Regions from separate parts of the Arachis hypogaea genome. Here region 2 is linked to region 1. Evidence: chromatin contacts called from public Hi-C data. All regions are on one chromosome and are shown on one strand. Each heading gives the region's core, a stretch centred on a gene start, on an enhancer-like site or on the middle of the called end of the contact. The rest is flanking DNA. Distances are from core to core; before and after follow the strand shown.

Region 1 (7,527 bases), core at 2,018-4,517:
CACTCGATGTATCGATTTGTTTTTCTCATCTAATACTCTTTCGGTAACTGGCACGCCTTCTGGCAAGGTGTTGCTGCCTCTGTTCTTCACTTATATTTTGTCTTTGTTGCTTGTCATAGTCTTGCCAAGTTCGTCGACCACTTTTATTTAATGACGAAATCCAAATTATAGTAGGTTTTATGTTATATTTAGGTGAAGTGAGAAGGATGTAGGAGAAGATGGATGAGAAATAAAAAAAAATTTTTTATTATGGAGTAACCAATAATGTGAAGTGAGAAAGATTAAGAGGAGAAACTGGTATAAATGAAGATGAAGTAGTGAAAATTCTGTAACTGACCTATACTAAAGTATTATGCAGTAACATGAAATGAGAAAAATTAACAAGAAAAACTGGTATTCTATTTGCGAAATAATTATAGAAGTTACATTGACGTGAACGTGAACGTGAATGAAAATGAAGTAGTGGGAATTCTGTAATTAAAAGTAAGTTATTAGGAAGGATAGAAAAGAAAAAAATTTTAGACACCAAAATTAATTTTAACATTATATATTGTTATAAATATCTCTATCCCCTTTCTAGCATTCTCTTCTACATAGTGGTCATGGAACTTTTGGCAGACATAGTGTACTTTTTCCATGATATATGGGTAGCCATTGGTATAAAGAGTATATATTATTGAAGTGCGTGGTTCCTTTTTTGTATTCCGTAAAGTTTTTTATCCGTTTTATTTGATTTTAAATTTTATTTGTTTATTTCTGAAAACCTTCTTTTTTTTTTGTTATATAAATTGTTTCTTTTTAAATAAGATTTTTCCGATTTATTTAGCTAAAGTTCTTTTAGTTAATTTGAGAATATTATAATGTCGTCTTAAATGTTATTGTTCCGGAATATTTACTATAATAAACATTTGAATTACTTAACATAATTAAAACCAATCAAAATTTATGGGTCTTCACTTCACCTATTAAGTGGTGTAAAATACATTATTATCTTTTGAAAGGAGAGAGTGGCGTGGAGGCACAACACAAGGACAAAGCAGTGAAAAGAATAATTTTAGTTAAATTTAGACAACTCAAATCAACAAGTGTCATTATTGACCAGATAAAAAAAGCAGCTAATAAAAAATTGACATGCCTTGTGATGTAAATTATATGTTGAGTAGGAAGAGTTGGTTAAAAATCATTAATTTTGATAGATATAAAATTTTTGTTTTGATTTCATAAAAAAAACCTCTTATATAAGATCATTATTTTTTTTAAAATAATAAGTAACACTTTCTAAGTTAGAGATGATACCAGGACAGGACGGAGTGAAAGATATCTTATCGTTTTTCATTTCTGTCCTGAATTTATTTTTCGTCTCTGCCCTAGATTCGTTCCTTATTCCCACTCTAATTTTCGTCATGGAAGAATATTGTTCCCCATTTTTATTTTCCACAAATCTCCATTCTTTACGGGACCTCATTCTCCATTTTTCTATATTGATCATTTATATGAAAGTTCTAATAAAAAATAAAAAAAAATCAGAAAACATTATTACAACATACAAGGACATAGTCACGTAGCAGTAAAAACGAGAAAGGACATCGCAATCAGAGACAATAAGATAGCGATCGGGTGACGACACAATATGCACTGAGCAAGAGTGGTGAGGAGTATGGTTGTGACGCTATGAGATATTGAGATTTGCGAGTTTTGGCCTTTTGGGATGACTGGAGAGTGGGACGACATAGTGTTAGTATTATGGAGAGAAGGGAAGACACTTTGGAAATTAGGGTTAAGTTTTTCAATATATATAGTATGTGAAATGACTAAAAAATTTATATTAAAATTATTAAAGATATTTAAGTAAATTTAAAAATTCGGAGATTAGTCAAGATGAGGTAAAGATCTTCACTTGGATCCCCACGTCTGTCTCGAAAGAATTTTGGTCCCATCCCCATCTCCATAGAAAAAAATTCTTCATCTTTGAATCTCTATTTGAGACAATCTTCATGAGGATTTGAGTTTTGGCATCCCTATTCTAAGCTGCTAATTTAATTCTTAAATTTTAATTAAAAAAAAACATAAACTTATTTTCATGGAAAATATCTAAGCTTTCATAGATGTGATGATATAACTGATGACCCTACACTTTATTGCATTGTTATTAAATTCAACTCAATTTGTCTGATTCGATCGGAAACTTGCTCACTCGATCACTTGACCAAGTTGAGTACTTGTTGGACCGTGCTCCCATCCATAGTTATTAGAATTGGACTGGATTGACCGATTCGACTGAAAAACTGATGAACTGGTGGTCTGGCCAATTCGCTTGGTGGATTGGACCGAACTTACAATTGAACCGATCAACGATAGTCAAATTCATTAAGAATCGACCGGTTCGCACTTTAGACCGCACTGAACCGTGCGGGTCCACGATACACCCGCGCCCTGCTGAACCATTGCGCCCCATTTTGTTTTTTTATTAATATATGTGACAAAAATTAAATATATAATAATCCATGAATGAATTTTTATTTTTTTATTCTTTTAAGCATGGATTAACATGGATACCAAACAAGTAACAACACATAATATACAAACATATTGATATATTAATATTGATTGTGTTATCTTTTGTTTTCCCTCATTCATTTAAATTGATAAAGTATTTTATACTAGTGATTAATTTATTATTTATTTTTACACCATAAATTATATCTAAGAATTGTATTTGATTGTCATTAATATATTTTTTTGAAAACATGCATTTAATTTTTAATTTTATTTTTATAATTTTTTATTTTTATTTAATTATGACCGAGTCAACCATATAAATAAGTGACCCATCGGTTGAATCAATAACCCAGTAACCCTGTCATATGATCGAATTAATTACCGATTCGATTCTAATAACTATATTTCCATCAGACTCAAAGAGACTTGAGTCAACCTTGCAGGTTTTAAAAAAAAAAAAGGGTGACCCGACTGATTTATACAACTCAGATCGGGTATTTTTTTTAAAAGAAGAAACTACATCCTACACTACACTAGCCTCAATCCAAAACTCACCAAAAAGAAAAAAACCAATATTCTGAAAATTGAACCGGACCGATCAATCAGACCGATTCAGCTGCGAACCAGCAACATTAGCAGTTCGGTCAGATATGTAAAATCGTTGTTTAGAAAACCGGTGAGAAACGGTTAACCGGCCAAGAACCGGCAGGTCGGACCGAACCTGAACCCGCCCGGTTTACACAAAAACGGAAGCTCCGTTTCTTTCTCGCTTTCTCCCTTTCTTTCTTTCATTCAGATAGAAATAACACAAACCCAGCCAAAAAACCCTAGCACTGTAAGCCTACACCACCGCCGCAAGGAGTGGCATACTGACGCCGTCCGTCGCACTCAAAGTTCTCCATCCGTCCGTCTATCTAGCTTCCCTCGTGCTCCAAGTCTTCAACCCCTGTTCGCTGTCACCGATCGCGGCTGCTTTCTTTCGTTCAGCTGTCGTCTACGTTCGCGTTCTTCGCCGTTCACGTTCGCTAGCCGTTCCCCGTTCGCGTTCACTAGCCGTTCACCGTTCGAGTTCGCATTCGCGTTCGTCTGGAAGCCACGTTGCTCTGCTTCAAACTCTGCGACCAACCCGCGCGCTCCACCTAGTCGTCGAACTGCTCTCTTTTGTCGCCGCCGTGAGTTCCCTAAACCCGTCACCAGACAATACACTCACACAACACCAATACTCTGCTTCAAACTCTGCAACTTCTGATTTCCATTACAATAAGAAACTATTTGATTTGGTAGTGGTTTGGATTTTTCATAGAATGAATTAAAGTTACAATAGTTATGTTCTCTTCTAAATCACATTGATATTAAGCCTTGAATTCTCTTATTTCGTTTTAATTTTGCCGCACTCAACATGTTTGATAAAATGCTTTAACCATATTTCTGGTAGGTTTTATAATTTCTAGCTTTTAGAAACTTAGTAAGTTGATTGCATGTGAAATTAGAATAATTGGATCTTAGTAATTAGGAAATTTTAGCTGCACAAATAGCATCTTTGCAAAAAACATATTAGCATGATGATTCCACTTGCATTAGTGTTCTTCTGGTAAATTTTAACTGTTATTGTGAACTTGTTAATTTGCTAATTGTTCTTGTGTTGTTGTTCTGTTTTTCTTCTGTTACTTTTAATTTTTTTTTGTTTTTGTTGTGATTTTCTGTTCTTGATTTAAGCTGTGATTGAAGGTTCTTTGGTTTGGGTATTCTTCACTTTCCTGTAAGCTTAGCTTTTAATTCTTTGAGCATACACGTATCAAATCATTGTTTTCAGCAATGGTGATTTTTAGATTTTTTTTGGGTTGCTTTGTTTTAAATGTTCCTATTGTTGTTGTTGTGTTTTTGCTGTGATTTAAACGTTCTTTTGATTTTTTTTCCCGAATGCCCAGTCAGTACTTGGTTGACTGGTTTTGCTCACTGATTGTATTTGATGATAAATTTTAAATTTATAACTCTATTACTACTTTACTGTCTGTTTCTGTAGTTAAATTTTATTAAAGTTTCTTGAATTTGCACTGCCTATGTTACTGATTCACTGTTCCTTCATTGCTTTTTTTGTTGTTGTTAATCATTGTGATGAGCTTTGTTAAAATTGGGTTGAAAACTGTTAATCTTTCTTCATTTTTCACTGTTCTAACTTCTGTTCTTAGTAAAAAATTTGCAATTGGTGATCTTTTGATTTATTATATGTTTCATGTTTTCATTGTTCTGTTCTTATGAAGAAAAAATTTGCAATTAGTGATTGTATGATTCATGTTTTGATTGTTCTGTTATATAAAAAAAATTCTGTTTTCATTGTTTTGTTCATTGTTTGGTTGCACTGTCCCTGTTCTTGATCTCTGCCGACCTGCTACCCGTCCTCCGTGTTGGATTTTTTTGTTTCAGGCTTTGTTGTGTTTTTGTTTCAGCCTCTGTTGTGTGTTTGTTTCAGGCTCTGTTGTGTGTTTATTGTGCAACACTATCATTTTTTGTTTTACTTTTTGACTTAGCTACATTAAGACAATATTCTCTATCTTTAACTTGTGCATTTTAATTCAATCCAGCTATTTTTAATGGAAGTATAATTATGTTAATTGTAAACAAATTTGCAGCAAGTCATTGCATATTTTGATGATTAATTACATTTAATTGGTGATATTTTATGTAGGGTTTTAAATTTCAAAGATATTTAGGATGTTTATTTATAATTTATTTATTATTTTATTATGGAACGGTTTTTCCGGTTGAACCATGGTTAGATCGGTTGGACCAATAAACTAGTGAACCAATGACTAGAGCGGTTTGATGACTGGTTCGGTTTTCAGAACCTTGGAAAAAACACCAAAACCCTAGCTCTTCTAACTCATCTCACCCTGAGACTCTCATCTCTCCCTCAATTCTGAGACTCCAACTCTCTCGTCTTTCTCACTGCCTAGCCCTCTACACTTGCCGCCGTCTCGTCGCTCGTCTCAATCACACTCGCCGGTGTCTCGTCGCTCGTCTCGCGGCCTTCCTCGTCGTCTCACTCGAGTCTCGTCCCTGGGCTCCTCGCCGGCGGCGGCAGAAGCAACACGTGGGATCCGCTTGCTTCGTCGCCTTCCGTGCGCTCGTCGTCTTCTGGTTTCGGGTCGTTGCCATCGCCGTGGACCGTGGACCGTGGACCGTTGATGAGTCTCTGCATCATCGCTTCCCCTGTTCTCTCTTTTTCAGATTTCCCTTCATGTATTTTGAGATGTTGCTGAATTGCTGATTAATTAATTTGCCTTGATGCTAATCTAAATGTTGCTGTAAATCATGAGTGAACTTGGATTTGTTGAATTTGTTGTTGTAAGTTGAATTTGTTGCTGAAAATATCACTGAGCTAATTTTTTGGTTGATGAAATCATCACCGAGTTGAATTTATTGCCAATTATCATCACTGAACCTTGAATTTGTTGCTGTCTTGCTGAAATAATTACTTAGCTAAACCTTTTGTTGCTGCAAATCATCTTTGGAGCTAAATTTTTTGTTGCTGAAAATTATCATGGTTGAATTTGTTGATGAAATTATCAATGAGCCGAATTTGTTGCTGTAAGAATAGATTTGATTCTTAGTATTGATTCATTTGATTCTTACATAGGTAATATTGAGTTGGTATAATTAGTTGAATTTAGTTTTTGATTAGTTTGTTAATTATTCCAATTTGTCTTGATGCATTTGATTTACTTATTGTGTTATGTTTTGCTCTCTTCATTTAAATTGAGAAAGTATTTTTGTACTATTACTAGTATATTTTCTATTTTTGCTTAGTTATGTTTAAGAATTGTTAATGTGTTTATGAAGACGTTTTGAATTTTTAATTTTAAGCTTATTTTTTGCAATTTTGTATTTATATTTAATTGTGACTAGGTCAACCGATTCAACTAGAAACCCATTGGTTAAACCAGGGACCCGGTGACCCAGTCGTATGAACGGGTCAATTACTGTTTCGGTTCTAATAACTATCCCTTATTGTTGCTTATCAGTTTAAAGGTTCGCTGTCGACTATAAGGCTAGGGTGCTGCCATTAGTGCAACGTCCATTCCCGAATTGTGGTGCTGTGATGGCGGCGACAACAACCGAAAACATATTGAAAGAAACAATGCAGCGATATGAAGAAGATGCAAGCGACGATAAGAGCTTCGAGGAGCTCGGTGTGGACGCTCGTCTCATTCGTGCCTTGCTCAAGAAAGGAATCGACAAGCCCACACCAATTCAGAGAGTCGCTATTCCACTCATTCTGGTCACTCTCTAGCCCCTTTACTTCTAATTGTTAGTTAGCCAGTTAGTTAGTTAGTCAGTTATTAGTTACAATATTATATATTATTGTCAGTGGCAACAACTTTCTGTTTTGCCGAGTTTTGATATAGCTGGTTGGTTGGTTGGTTAAGTTAGTTAGAAGTTGGTTAGGTTTTTCGAGATTCTATGCATTCTGCAATGTAGGGTCTCCAATTGGGGAAGCTCACTAGTTCATTTGTTTTTTTAGGAAGGTAAGGATGTGGTTGCTCGTGCGAAGACGGGTTCTGGGAAGACGTTTGCTTACCTTCTCCCCATGCTACAGAAACTATTCGCTAATGTTGATCGCAAGAAGCAGGCACCCAATGCTTTTGTTCTTGTTCCGACTCGCGAGCTGTGTCAACAGGTTGGTTTTCTTTAGCTTTGTTAATGTTCTCTTTATGTGTGTGTTTTCCTTTTTCGTTCTACTTTGCTAATATGTTTCAATTGGATTGTAACTTCAGGTCTACACAGAGGTTGTGTCACTCATTGAGTTATGCCGAGTTCAACTGAAAGTCGCCCAATTGAATAGCAATATGCAAGCTTCTGATCTGGTTAGTGACCATGCCTTCTTTTTTGTTATTGTTTCTTCATTATCACTAGTTTCTATGTGATGCCATGATGTGTGGAAATTTTATTATTTTGTATGTAATTGTTAGTTCGTAGTGCATGCTGCATAAATCTTATTGCTATTTTTGTTCTGCATTGGGTTTGCAG
Region 2 (7,527 bases), core at 3,588-6,087, 270 kb after region 1:
CAACGATATCCACAACTGGATACTGTGTCTTCCTTAGAGATTCACTAAACTCTTCAAAATCCAATAAAGAAGGTGTTCCAACAAAAAATGCTCAGCAAATTCTACAACCGTAGTAATATGGATAGTTAGATTACTTGAATTTTTTCAGATTCTCATATTTCCTCAATGATGATGATAGTATGTCAGAAATTTATTTATATGGATGACCTCTAATCTTGCCACTTTTTTCAAGACAAGGTGGCAACATGATTTCTAAAATTGGTCCACATTCCGGGAAAGCATCAAATTGCAAACAATCATATTAAGTAAACTAAAATCAGCCACTAGTATATAATACATATTAGAATATAAAATACACATTAAAAATAAGTTAAATAATACATGTTTTTATACTTAAATATATAGGCTACGTTTGTTTACAGAAATAGGACATTGAGACAGGGATACTAAGACACAAAATTATGTTTGATATATGAGACATGAAAAGAGACATTGTGTCCAAAGACACTGAGACATAGACACAGTGGTACACAGTGACACATGTCTGCTATTTGGTTTGGTGAGACATAGATTTTCGAAGGATACGGATGGACACGAATACATTAAATTTGTATACCTCCAATTTAGTGAGATACTAAGACACAACTTGTGAGACACTAATTTTTTACTCTTTTTACCCTTATTGAAATTTTAAAATTTGTCCTCTTATCTCCCTAAACCTTTCTTTTTTCTCTTCCTCTTTTAGATTCTATAACTAAATTTATATTTCTATTTTCTTCAAAAAAAATTGTACATTTAATTTTTTATTTATTTAAATTTTGATTAATCTTTGATAAATTCTGAGCTTTAGTTTTTTATTTTTTTTAAAAAATATATATATATTTAATATTTGAATGATAATTTAAGATGATATTAGAAGAAATAAAAAATATTAAAAGAAATAAAAATTCAATGGTGATGACATGTAGTGTTTGGGATAATGGATGTACAGTAATAATAGTAAAACTTGTGGTAGAATGAAGGGTAATTCAGTCTTTTTAAAATATGTGTGTCTTGTTCTTTATTTTTACCGAATACAATACATAGACACAAATATTTTATGTCCATGTCTTTAATATCTATGTCTTTATGTCTATGTCTGAAATAGTATATTTTGTGTTTATCCTGACAATAAGGACATAAAGATACTAACAAGAGACACAACTTATTTTTCATTTTTTTCATTATTCTTGTTAATTTTTTATAGTTATATATTTTTCTTCTAAAATTTTTTGGATGAAAAAAATGAAAATAAATGAAATTTTCATAATTTATTCTAGTTTATCACCAAATAAAATATAAGAACACAAAATTTTGTATTTTTGTCATTTGTATGTCTTATCTTGTCCTGTTCTAAAAAAAATGCAGTCACAATAATTGATTTTGCTGATTGATTTTAATATACAAATAACATTTTTGAATTGGAAATTTCTTAACTAATTAAGTCAGTCACTCACAACAACTAAGTTCAAATACCTAATATGCAAGTTGGGAAGATTTTTTTTTCCTTACATTTTGCTCCAAATTGAGGGAAAATACCATCAGAGAATGTGATTATAGTTAATTGAAAGTAGTTGTAGGCGGTGGGACTAATTTAGTTTAAACTCCCCTTGCTTAGATGGCAAGACAGTTATTGACTGTACTTTTAAGTTAGTCATGATTTGGACCTTTTTTTTTTTATTTAAAGTCATGTATAACAAATACAACAAAATATCTTTTTAGATCCACCCTTTTAAATGTCACCTTTCACTTTATATAAATTGAAGTTGTTACAAATAACTAATAAAATAATCAACATAGACTTCACCTTAAAGGAAAAAAGAAACAAGGAATAACGAATAATGAATTATTACATTATACATGTTTTAATAGTGTATATACAGTGTTCGTTTAATCTTCAACCGTATTTTCTTCTACTTTTGATCTTTCCATTCTGTGGTGGTGGCAACACTTTTTTCTTGTCCATGAGTGGTTGATTCAAAGAACGATTCCATGTCTTGTTCCATGTCTTTTGCCTACATTCATCAAAATTGAAATAGTTGACAAACGGTATTCTATTCAAAATAAACCTGGCTAGCTTGCTAGGATTTTCCCTTTATGTCACATTTAATAATCAAAGGATAATAAACCTTCCAGTTAGACCTTCAAAAGATTAATCTCCAACAAGTAAATATTCTTATTGGCTACAAGAAAGAAACCTCAGCACGCCATATACAAATCTCAATTGCAAAATGAGTTATTATGTCAACTTAATGCATGATGCCATGATGCTGACTAAGAGATGCGGTTCAAATTCTACTATATATTAAATATATATATTAGTATAGTAGTTATTACTTTATTACGTAGCTTTTAGTTTTTTTTTAAAGGTGAGAATGTAAAATAACGAATGATGTTGCACCAAAAAATAAATTAATAGAAGTAAGAGGGCATTAGGTAGAAAAACGTGAAAGAATAATAAAATGAAGTTACGTGCATGGTGCAAATAATTAAAGTTCTCAACCTTTTCTAATGCATCTTCTGCGGCTTGGGCATGTTTGTCTATATCTTGAGCTACTTTTTCAACAAACTGAGCAGCGTCATGAAGCTTTCCCTCAGGAACAATCTTGGCAACATCTTCAGCTACCTTCTCCACCCCTTCCGCCACTTCTTCCACTGCCTCCGCTATCTTTTCCGCTTCCTTCATTCTTGTTTCTATTTTCTCTATATACATATAAGGTACTATCATCATCATCATTTTTTTCTAATCAATCCGTCATGCCAATAATATATAAATTCGTCTTAGATTACAATTCTATTTAATGGTTTATTGCTGACTTATATAAATCCGTCATGCCAATAATAATATTTTTAAATAAATTATAATTATATTTTTATATTTTATGAATATTAAAATATAAATTAATTTTTTAAAATATTTTTAATATCTTTTTAATTAAGTAAAATATTTTAGACAATTTTAGTATTAATAAATAATACTATATGTTATTCTAAACTTATCTAAAAAAAATATGGGCTAAGAATAAAGACATATACAGTGAGTATTTAGATATGTCTAATACAAGTGTGTCCAAAAGAATATTTTTTTTATTCAAACACAGTCCGACACAAAAATTACACATGTACATACTGGAACTCAATGAAATATTTGAGTTTCATAAGCGATAATAAGTGATGATAACATGACAAATTAAAATAGACCATTTCTAAATTTTACTAGCCAAACAAAATTAAAATCAAAGAACAAAAGTTAAAAAAAAAAAACTGTATATTCTATATAAAAAAAAACTTGTTTAAACGTAAAATCTCGTCTAATTTACACGGGATCAACGAACTAATAGGACTGATAATTAATGAATTAAGAAAACTGCAGTTAATGACATGGAAATTCTAAGTTCTCTCACCTTTGAGTTGTAGCAAAGGACCCCATTTGCCCCTCGAAAAGGATAAAAGTATCGTGAATATCGTTCCTATGATCCAGAATTTCCTGCTAGATGGCAATGTCCCCAACGTAAATGCTAATTATTTAGAGATTATCGTTTCTCTTTTGGTTTTTCTCCAAATTTAAACTCAATTTTAACGCAGAAAATCTCTTCATTAATAGAAATTTTCCAACGATAAAAATTCAAATATTATTTCCAACTTTATTGTTTACAATGCAAAAATTCAGCTATTTATAAATTAACTATTATATAAGAATACATATTTGGAGTTCAAGAAAAAAAAATTTTAATTATATTATTTTAAAAATTTGATTATTTTTTTATAACAGATTTGATTATTCATATTATTTTATAGAGAAAATATGTAAAATAAAATATATAAATATAATAGGTGGTGGATAATAATTTTGTTATATTCACGGACATTTTTGATAAAGTTTATATATATATATATATATATATATATATATATATATATATATATATATATATATATATATATATATATATATAAGTATGGATAAAATATGTTATTAGATTATTAGACTAAAAAAAAAATTAATAATAAAATAATAACAAAAAATAATAATTTTTTAATGATCACCTAGTTTTTTTCAAAGAGAAATTACTCTTTCCTAAAATAAAAAATTACTCTAATATTTCTCAAAGACTTGCAAGTAGTCTGAAAAAAAAGACTTGTCAAGGAGGGAGAAATTATTACTTGTACGTTATTTCACATTATTAAGTGTAATGGCATATATAGAAAACTAAGAAGAGATTAATTAATTCGTTGATTGATTGGAGGAACTAACGAGTAAATATAATTACCAATGAGCAGGTGAAGAAGAAGGATCAACTGGACCGGGTTGAGTACTGCCAAACACACTCATATTCCTGAAAAAATAAATAAATACATAAACAGTCAACATAGAATTTAAATTTATGATTCTCTTAGCTTTAGATATTTGCAAATTTTTATTTTTCCGCACTAACATAATCGGAATTGAAATATTGGAAGGACTATTATATTATATACGTACATCTTTCTAGTGGTGGTGTAACTTGGAAATCTGAATAATCCTAAGTTGTGTTCCAAAACATAGCAGCGATTATTTTTGATGATGTTGGAGTTGATTCGAACGTGATGATGAGTGGTTGGAGGGAGGCCAACTTTTGAAGCTTGAGTTTTGTCCAATGTCCCTAAGCCAAAGCAAGTAACCTTTTGGGTGATGGAAATTGTGTTTGCCATTGATATGTTGGAGATAGAATTTAGTGTTTGCAAATCCTAACAACGTTGTTGGTGAGATTTTTATATCGAGAGGTAACATTTGAAGGGAATAATGGCGTGGCATATATACGAGTATATTTTTTTGGTAAACGGTATGACTTTTAGATTAGGTTATTTTCAATTGCAAGTTGCAAGTTTCGGAAGTAATTAATGCTCAAGTTTCAGTGTTTCGATCAATATTATGTATTGACAATTCTGATTAATCCCTACTATATGATACATAATACATATCACGATTTTTTTAATCATTTTTTATTTTAAAAATTTATCCGTATACCTTAAACAATTTGAATTTGTACTCTCATTCATCAAAGTATAAAAAATCAAGGTGCTGAAAACCGATTCGAACCGCCGATCGAACCGGTCGAATTATAAACCGACAAAAATATCAGTTCGGATTAATGCCAAAACCATCCAATTAAAAAATCGTTATCGGACTGTCAAACTGGCCGGAAAGCAGTCGATTGAACCGAACCTTAAATCGACCAATTTTTGGAGTTTTAGCAAAAATACTACCGTTTTAATCACTTTTGATGCACGTACTAAACGTCTGAATCCCTAAGCCTAAGCATAACCCAACGTCTCATCCCACCCAACCCAGCACAACGGGCAGCAGTCTCTCTCCCTCCCTTCACCTTTAAGCTCGTCATTCTTGTCACCGCCGACGAGCTATCTTCGTCACTTCCGTCCATCCACTGGATTGCTGTCGCACCGTCGCAAGTTAGAGCTTCGAAGATTACAATTGCGTTCATACAGCTCTCCACCATCGTCGCCGTTTCAGCTCTGGAAGCACCATCGCCAGACTCGCCTCCTGCCTCCGTCGCGCAGTTCTATTCTACCGTCGTCAGCGTCAGCTCGTTCCACATGTGAGTTCTATGAACCGATTCCCCCTCTGTTCTATGCTTCTGCCTTCTAGCTTCTAGGTTTTTTTAAACAATAATTGTTGAATAATTAATTAATTATTGTTGAATAATCTGTAAACTTGTTATGGGTTGAATAATTGTTAATTAATTTGTGAATTTTGCTGCTATTATTGTTTAAATAATTGCTTTTAATTAATCTATGAAAATGTTATTGGTCGAATAATTGTTAATTAGTCTATGAATTTTGTTGTTATTATTGATTAAATAATTATTGAATATTTATTGATTAATCTGTGAATTTTTTCTACTGTTATTAATTGAATAATTATCGAATAATCGTTTTTAGTTCATCTGTAAATCTTGTTGTGGGTTGCTGTGATATTGTTATAGATAATTGTTGGATTCATTTATTTATATTCCACTATTCACATTTAGATGATTGTCATTTAAATATGCACTGGTAAAGCTTGGATGACTATTATATCCCTTTGTGATGCTTTGTTACATTTTAAGGTACTTGCTGAGCATGAGATAGTGAGATACACTGCTGTTTTAGGAGTTTCATAGATCAATGAATATACAACTTAGACTTTCTAGGGTAAATCTTTGTTATTGTCTAATGCTAATGAATTTTCTAATCTCTTACTTCATATTTGAGGTTAGAGATGTGAAATATAATCGTAGGTTTATTTAGTTATATTGGTTGTGATTCTTGCTCTTTAAACTTAACTTTTTGGATAAAGTTTTTATGGTGGAAAGTTCTCGATCTATTTATTTCTGTGTTAATTTAATTTGATTACTCGTGTATAAAGTTTTGTGATGTAGTATGGGTGTGGAGTTCAAGTTAAGTGGTTACATTGACAGTTTAAAAATACTAATTATTGTGTAGAGTTTTATTTGTTTCATTTTGGATTCTTCCTTGTTTCATTTAGATTCTTCCCGTTGCAATGGAGAAAATGAAATTGAAAATGCATAGAAAAATGCATAGAAAAATTAATTGGAGCTGGTCTAGTGATTAAATTGGATGTTTATTTATAATTTATTTATTATTTTATTTTAAATTGTTTTTTTTTTGTTGGACTGGTTAAATTAATAAACCAGTAATTAAAGCAGTTCGATCACCGATTCGATTTTCAGAACCTTGTAAAAAATTATCTCTCTCTTTCTCTCTCCATATATATATAACCAATGAATTTGAATCCTCTAAATTTTAAATTTTATTTTAGAGAATAAAATGTGATCTCTTACTATTTATTTCATAAATGAGACAAAAAAATATAAGAGAAAAAATATTTAAAGGTAAAAGATTCAAATTCAAAACGAATATATATATATATATATATATATATATATATATATATATATATTAGTAAAAAAAATGTTAAACTTCATTTTTGTTCCCTATATTTATACTTTTTTTTCTCGTTTTTCTCCATCGCTATAAAATAGCATATTTAGAAAGATTTATCGATAAATTTTTTTTGTCATTATCGGTAAATTTATTGGTATAATTTCTCAGTGAGTGAAAAGTTTATCGATAATTTTTTTTAATTGGAAAATGACCTGCAAATTTTAACTCGTTACCAGCAAAACTATCTTCTAAAATGAAGTTCCAAAATTTGACAAGGTTACCAAATTACAGACTAATTTTCATTTATAATATCGCACTTACAAAACGAGGAAGTTTTCCGAAATTTGACGGATTCATTCTTTCTAAATTTGTTTATGCATATATCAAGCACAAAATTTAATTTAAAGTAATAAAATATATTTAAGTATATGTATAAAAGGAGCCATCATGAATTATTTTGAAATCCCATTACTATATGTATCTTTTCTAAAAAAATATTACAATGGTATTAAATAATATAGGTCACACCTAATTTTATTTAAT

Evidence for each region. A called contact is a pair of places that touch in the nucleus more often than the background predicts.
Region 2: a Hi-C map of leaf shows a contact between it and region 1, with 6 times the contacts expected there. The contact joins the promoter of LOC112704108 here to the promoter of LOC112703211 in region 1. A contact is called at or near these places in 5 of 8 Hi-C or Micro-C datasets (leaf and an unstated tissue).

Annotation. Positions count from the first base shown.
Region 1 is chr7:61,159,144-61,166,670 of arahy.Tifrunner.gnm2.J5K5, forward strand. It overlaps LOC112703211 (DEAD-box ATP-dependent RNA helicase 16), which reads left to right and starts at 3,268. Exons shown (of 16, transcript XM_025754561.3): 1 at 3,268-3,671; 2 at 6,522-6,778; 3 at 7,022-7,177; 4 at 7,275-7,364. The coding sequence starts at 6,599.
Region 2 is chr7:61,423,424-61,430,950 of arahy.Tifrunner.gnm2.J5K5, forward strand. LOC112704108 reads right to left here and starts at 4,838. Exons shown (of 5, transcript XM_025755657.3): 1 at 4,523-4,838; 2 at 4,311-4,376; 3 at 3,444-3,526; 4 at 2,543-2,742; 5 at 1,734-2,054. The coding sequence starts at 4,731. The coding sequence ends at 1,953. It overlaps LOC140174498 (a long non-coding RNA gene), which reads left to right and starts at 5,303. Exons shown (of 2, transcript XR_011864053.1): 1 at 5,303-5,636.